Linked DNA regions of Sus scrofa: region 1 is linked to region 2. Evidence: chromatin contacts called from public HiChIP or PLAC-seq data. All regions are on one chromosome and are shown on one strand. Each heading gives the region's core, a stretch centred on a gene start, on an enhancer-like site or on the middle of the called end of the contact. The rest is flanking DNA. Distances are from core to core; before and after follow the strand shown.

Region 1 (2,700 bases), core at 8-2,507, 78 kb before region 2:
CAAGTTGAGTTCCACCAGTCTGAACCAAGCCCCTACGAGCTGTCAGGAAAAGAGACAAACGAAGATGACTATAGAGGGTCATGAGATTCATCTGGACTTTAAAGGGAACTTCCTGTTGGAAAAATGCAGTTTTGTTCTCCAGTCTGGAGTTCTTAGGAGAGGTCAAGTCTGGAAGAAGACATCTGTGAGCCATCAGCAGCTAGACAGGAGTATGGAGTTAGCCATGAAAGTACATGCAAGGAGTTCCTGTTACGGTGCAGCAGTAACGAACATGACTAGTATCCATGTGGACTCGGGTTTGATCCCTGGCTTTGCTCAGTGGGTTAAAGGATCCAGCTTTGCCGTGAGCTATGGTGTAGGCTGCAGATGCAGCTTGAATCCTGCGTTGCTGTGGCTGTGTGGCAGGCCAGCAGCTGCAGCTTTGATTCGATACCTAGCCTGGGAACTTCCAATACTGTGTGTGCAGCCCTGAAAAGACAAAAAGAAAAAGAAAGAGAAGGAAAGAAGGCGTTCCTGTCATGGTACAGCGGAAATGAATCTGACTAGGAACCATGAGGTTGAGGGTTCGACCCCTGGCTTCGCTCAGTGGGTTAGGGATCTGGCATTGCTGTGGCTGTGGCATAGGCCGGCAGCTGTAGCTCCGATTCGACCCCTAGCCTGGGAACCTCCATATGCCGCTGGTGCGGCCCTAAAAAGCACACACACAAAAATAAAATAAAACAAAATAAAAGACAGAAAAGAAAGAAAGTGCATGCAGCTGCCTAAAGAAAGCACGTAGCATGAAAGAGTAGACCTAAGCCTGGGGCCACCCCCATTTAGGTGGAAAGCAAAAGAGGAGACAGGAAGTAGACTGAGAATGAAAAAAGATATACAAAGGTGCACATCTTTGCACTTACACAAAGGTGTAACTGCAAATTACTTAATGATAGTGGGGCAAAGAGTTTGCTCACCTTGGCAAAGAGCCTATCACAGTTGAGAGTTGGCTACACATCACTCAAGATGAATACAAGTGTCTGGCTGGCGGGCTGGGTCAGCCCATACCGCTCCAGTTGCAATGGCTGTCCCCGTCCTTCAGTTGTTGGGAGGGCTGGCCTGACAGTGTCTCGCCTTGTACCTGTGCACGTCTCTCCAGTCCCACCCCGGGGTTTCCCTACTGCCACTAAGGCGTGAGATTTGGAGGGATCTGCTCAGTCACCAGCCATGCTATGAAGACGCATAAGGGAAGTTGAAGCTCCATGATGTCAACCCTGACTAATAGGAGATGGGAGCTGGCAAATGAAATCTTCCCCTTCCTTCCCCCAGCGGACTGTTCAGAGATGTAGTGGTTTCACATATTTTCTCTGACGATGTCCCACAAAACCAAAGAGTCAGCCTCTCTTGAAGCTGTGGGCAACCTATAAGCAGCCCTTAGATCTCTCCTTACCTCTTTTTCTCACTTCCCTTTCCCCCCATTCCTGCTTCCTGGCGATGGCTCGCACAAATCAAGCGCAAGCTTTTGCCTCAAGAGCTCTCTTTTCCTAGCGAACCCGACTAAGACACTTACCATGTGCCAGGCACTGTTCCAAATGCTGGAGAGATCATCTTTTCCTCGATGAAATTTATTCCCCAGTGAAAGTAGCCACTTGGTAAAGCCTGGAGACGAGCTAATGCTATTTCAAGAACTCAATGCATTTGTGAAGTGATTTGGTTGGTTATGAGAACTGGTTTAGTTGGCTACATTTTGTCCTCCGTGGAAAGGTAAGCTGTCTCTACAAAAGCTACGGGCAGGTGTTTCATATACAATCAATAGTGATCACAGATGCCATTTACTAAATACTTTCTATGTGACTCATAGGAAGTTGAGACAACATTCACGTATAAAAGTATATTATCTTACGTAATCCTCGAAAAGTCCCAGTGGGATAAGTTTGCAGTAAAGCAGAGTGGTTAACAGCACAGACTTTGCATTCGGAAAGACCTGGCTTTAATTCTAGCTCTGCCACATGCTAGCTGTATATCCTTGAATAAGATACTTAATCTCTCTAAGTCTGTTCCATTACTTATAAAATGGAGTTTGTAAGAGCAGCCACCCCAGTGGATTGTTATAAAGAGTAGAAGAGATAATGCAGATAAAGTGTTTATTATATGCTGGGTATCCAGTCAGATTCCATTATAAGTCAACCATAATTCTTCCCACTGCGCAGATGGTGGCCACCGAGGTTGAGAGAGCTCATTAACTGCCTGAAGTCACTCAGATAGTTACAGATCACAACAGGATCGAAATCTAGATGTGTTTAATTCCAAAATCCGTGCTCTTAACCACTCTCCTACATTTTTAAAAATTCAGCTGCAATAGGGAGTCATTTGGTTGCCTTTTATACTGAAGTCCCATAGTTCTAGGATGAAGTTGGCAATACTGATTGGGTAACAAAAAAGATCCCTGAATTTCTCCAACTTCTCCAACACAAGTCCTCATTCTCACTGCTTTATCTCTGAATGTTTAAGTATTTGTGTTGGAGTGGAGTGGGAAAAAACCTTTATATCACTTCTTCTTGAAGGAAACATAAGCAAAAAGTCCATGCCCACCTAGAGAGCTATCAACTAGAGGTGGCAGAGCAAAATCTGAGTTCCACTCAACTTTCTATGAGCTTCCTTGGCACAAAAAATACTTTTTTAAAAATTAAATAGTATTTAATGAATGGCACCTGTGATCACTATTGA
Region 2 (2,700 bases), core at 159-2,658:
TGGAACCAGAAAAAATGGTCAGCCAGATGAAATACAAAATAAAATTTGATCTCTACCTCATATCATCCACAAAAATAAATTCCATATGTATTCTAGGTAGATATGTGAGAAGCAGAACTTTAAAACTTGGAAGAACACATGGGAGGATATATGATATCAGGAGAGGAAAGGTGATATGTATGTGCATTTTAAAATAAGTGCAAACAATCAAGGAAAAACCAGACCGATGTGAGTATACTAAAATTTAAGGAGTTCCCGTTGTGGCTCAGTGGAAACGAATCTGACTGGTATCCATGAGGACGCAGGTTCAATCCTTGGCCTTGCTTAGTGAGTTAAGGATCTGGTGTTGCCATGAGCTGTGGTGTAGGTCGCAGACGCAGCTCGGAATCTGGTGTTGGCTGTGGCATAGGCCAACAACCGCAGCTCCAATTTGACCCCTAGCCTGGAAACTTCCATATGCCATGCAGGTGTGGCCCTAAGAAGACATAAATAAATAAATATTTAAACTATCTTATGCAATCAAATGTCCTGATTGTGATAATGTACCAGAGATTTGCAAGATGCTAACCACTGGGGGAAACTAATTAAAGGATATATATATATATAAAAACCTCTCTATTATTTCTAATGGCCTCATGTGAATGTATAGTTATCTCAAAATAAAATGTTTCCCAAAAGATCATAAAAACAAAAACCGAAAAGGCCTGAAATCACACTGCCCTGCTGGGGTACCATTCAGAGGTTAAAAAAGATAAAGTATGGAAAGTCACTTTCCAGACTGCCAGGTGCCATCACTATCCTCCTCCACCAGCCTCATCAACGTCACTCATTGTCAGACTCTCAACCGAGCTTTCTATATCCCTGCACTGTGGTCCTATCTCTGTATTTGTGTCATCGATCCATTGCTTTGAATAGACCAGCTCCTTGAAAACCAAAACCTCACTACTTACCTCCATATGCTCACAACCTAGGGCATACCAAGCTCATAGTAGGTATTAAAAAAAAATTGGTGCTGGAGTTCCCGTTGTGGCGAAGTGGTTAACGAATCCAACTAGGAACCATGACGTTGTGGGTTTGATCCCTGGCCTTGCTCAGTGGGTTGGGGAGCTGGCATTGCCATGAGCTGTGGAATACGTTGCAGACGCGGCTTGGATCCTGCGTTGCTGTGGCTGTGGCGTAGGCCGGTGGCTACAGCTCCGATTGGACCCCTAGCCTGGGAAAACCTCCATATGCGGCGGGAGCGGCCCAAGACATGGCAAAAAGACAAAGAAAAAAAAAAATGGGTGCTGGAGTGAAGTGTTGCTCATGATTTCCTTATTCAATGAGAAGTGGACCACAACTGGTGGCAGTGAGGAGGGACGGGAACTGGGAGGAACAGGCCAGCAGCCATGAGCCAGGCCTTACAAGTTTCGTCAATTACCTCCTCCTTCCCTGAGCCACCGAAAACCCAAACGAAGCAAAAGTCTGTACAGAGGGTGTGGCAGCAACAGCAAAAACACGAGTTCAATTCATCAGGCCTCCTTTTTTTCTTTTTTTAAATCCTGTTTCAAGCTCTGCAAATGAAGGAATTGACCATTTCTAGTTTGGGTCAGTGGAACAAGATGGAAAGGGAGGCTGTGGTGTTACTCTTCTGGAAAAGAAGTTAAAGGTTAGCTGACAGCCCTTTTCCTGAAATGATTAGCCTGAAAATTTGCCCGGAGGGAGGTGCAGAAGAATGTTCTAAAATGATCTGTCAGGGGAGTTCCTGTTGTGGTGCAGTGGAAACAAATCCCAACTAGGAACCATGAGGTTTCGAGTTAGATCCCTCACTTCACTTCGCTCAGTGGGTTAAGGATCCCATATTGCCATGAGCTGTGGTGTAGGTCACAGATGCAGATTGGATCCTGCGTTGCTGTGACTGTGGTGTCAGCCAGCATCTGCAGCTCTGACTGGACCCCTAGCCCGAGAACCTCCATATACTGAGGATGTGACCCTAAAAAGCAAAAAAATAAAAAAATAAAAAAAATTAAAAAAAAAATGATCTGTCAGGATCTCTCCGAGACCTTGCTCTCTCCCTGGGCAAACAAATTTGGCTTGCAGGGTGGGGAGGGGGTTCCCACGCCCTGAAAACAATGCTAGCTCCTTACTCCTCCTCCAAATAGTTTTCAGGCATTAAAAAAAAAAAAAAAAAAAAAAAAAAAAAAAAAAAAAGCACAAGCGAGTGCTTTGCTGTGCCTAATGTTATCGGATAATTTTTCAAATTCTTACTCAATTACATATCACGCTCTTATCTGCCATCTCCACAGGCCAAATAGCCCTGCTTTCACATCACTGAGCCTGCAGAACATAAGTATCGCTCCCAAGTAATTCCAGCTCTCATAAACATGAGATCGTTTTACATTAAGTTCTGTAAGAGAGTGTGAGTGTGTGTGTGTGCGCACGCGCGCGTGCCCACAAGTGCCTTGTCTCCTCTGAGGAACAGGGAAAAAAGACTTGGACTTGGGGCACTGGAAGGTTAAAAACTTGGGAGGTTTGTTTCTGCCTGGATGATGATTAACTCTTTTTGCTGCTGGATCCAGAAAAGCTAGCTAGCATTTCTGGATTGGCAGTCGTGCTCCCTGGCCCAAGAGGGGAAAGCAAGCTCACGGGCACACATTTACTGTCAGAAAAGAACCAACTGGCCCCATCCGTTTCAGGCTTTGGCAGTGGGAGCGCTACTGT

Evidence for each region. HiChIP or PLAC-seq counts read pairs in DNA pulled down with a chosen protein or histone mark.
Region 1: an H3K27ac HiChIP or PLAC-seq map of alveolar macrophages shows a contact between it and region 2. The contact joins two enhancer-like sites. A contact is called at or near these places in 2 of 47 Hi-C or Micro-C datasets (omental adipose tissue and skeletal muscle) and 2 of 2 datasets of contacts at active chromatin or transcription factors (alveolar macrophages and skeletal muscle).

What each region holds. Positions count from the first base shown.
Region 1 is chr9:66,934,123-66,936,822 of Sscrofa11.1, reverse strand. All of the region lies in intron 2 of SRGAP2 (SLIT-ROBO Rho GTPase-activating protein 2), which reads right to left. Among named protein-coding and RNA genes, the nearest start is that of FAM72A, 96 kb to the right of the region's middle. Within about 2 kb of position 1,257, at least 6 of the 83 cell types and tissues checked have an H3K27ac peak or open chromatin away from gene starts, as enhancers often do. A contact at or near this core is called in alveolar macrophages, where this site is marked.
Region 2 is chr9:66,855,884-66,858,583 of Sscrofa11.1, reverse strand. All of the region lies in intron 2 of SRGAP2 (SLIT-ROBO Rho GTPase-activating protein 2), which reads right to left. Among named protein-coding and RNA genes, the nearest start is that of FAM72A, 17 kb to the right of the region's middle. Within about 2 kb of position 1,408, at least 10 of the 83 cell types and tissues checked have an H3K27ac peak or open chromatin away from gene starts, as enhancers often do. A contact at or near this core is called in alveolar macrophages, where this site is marked.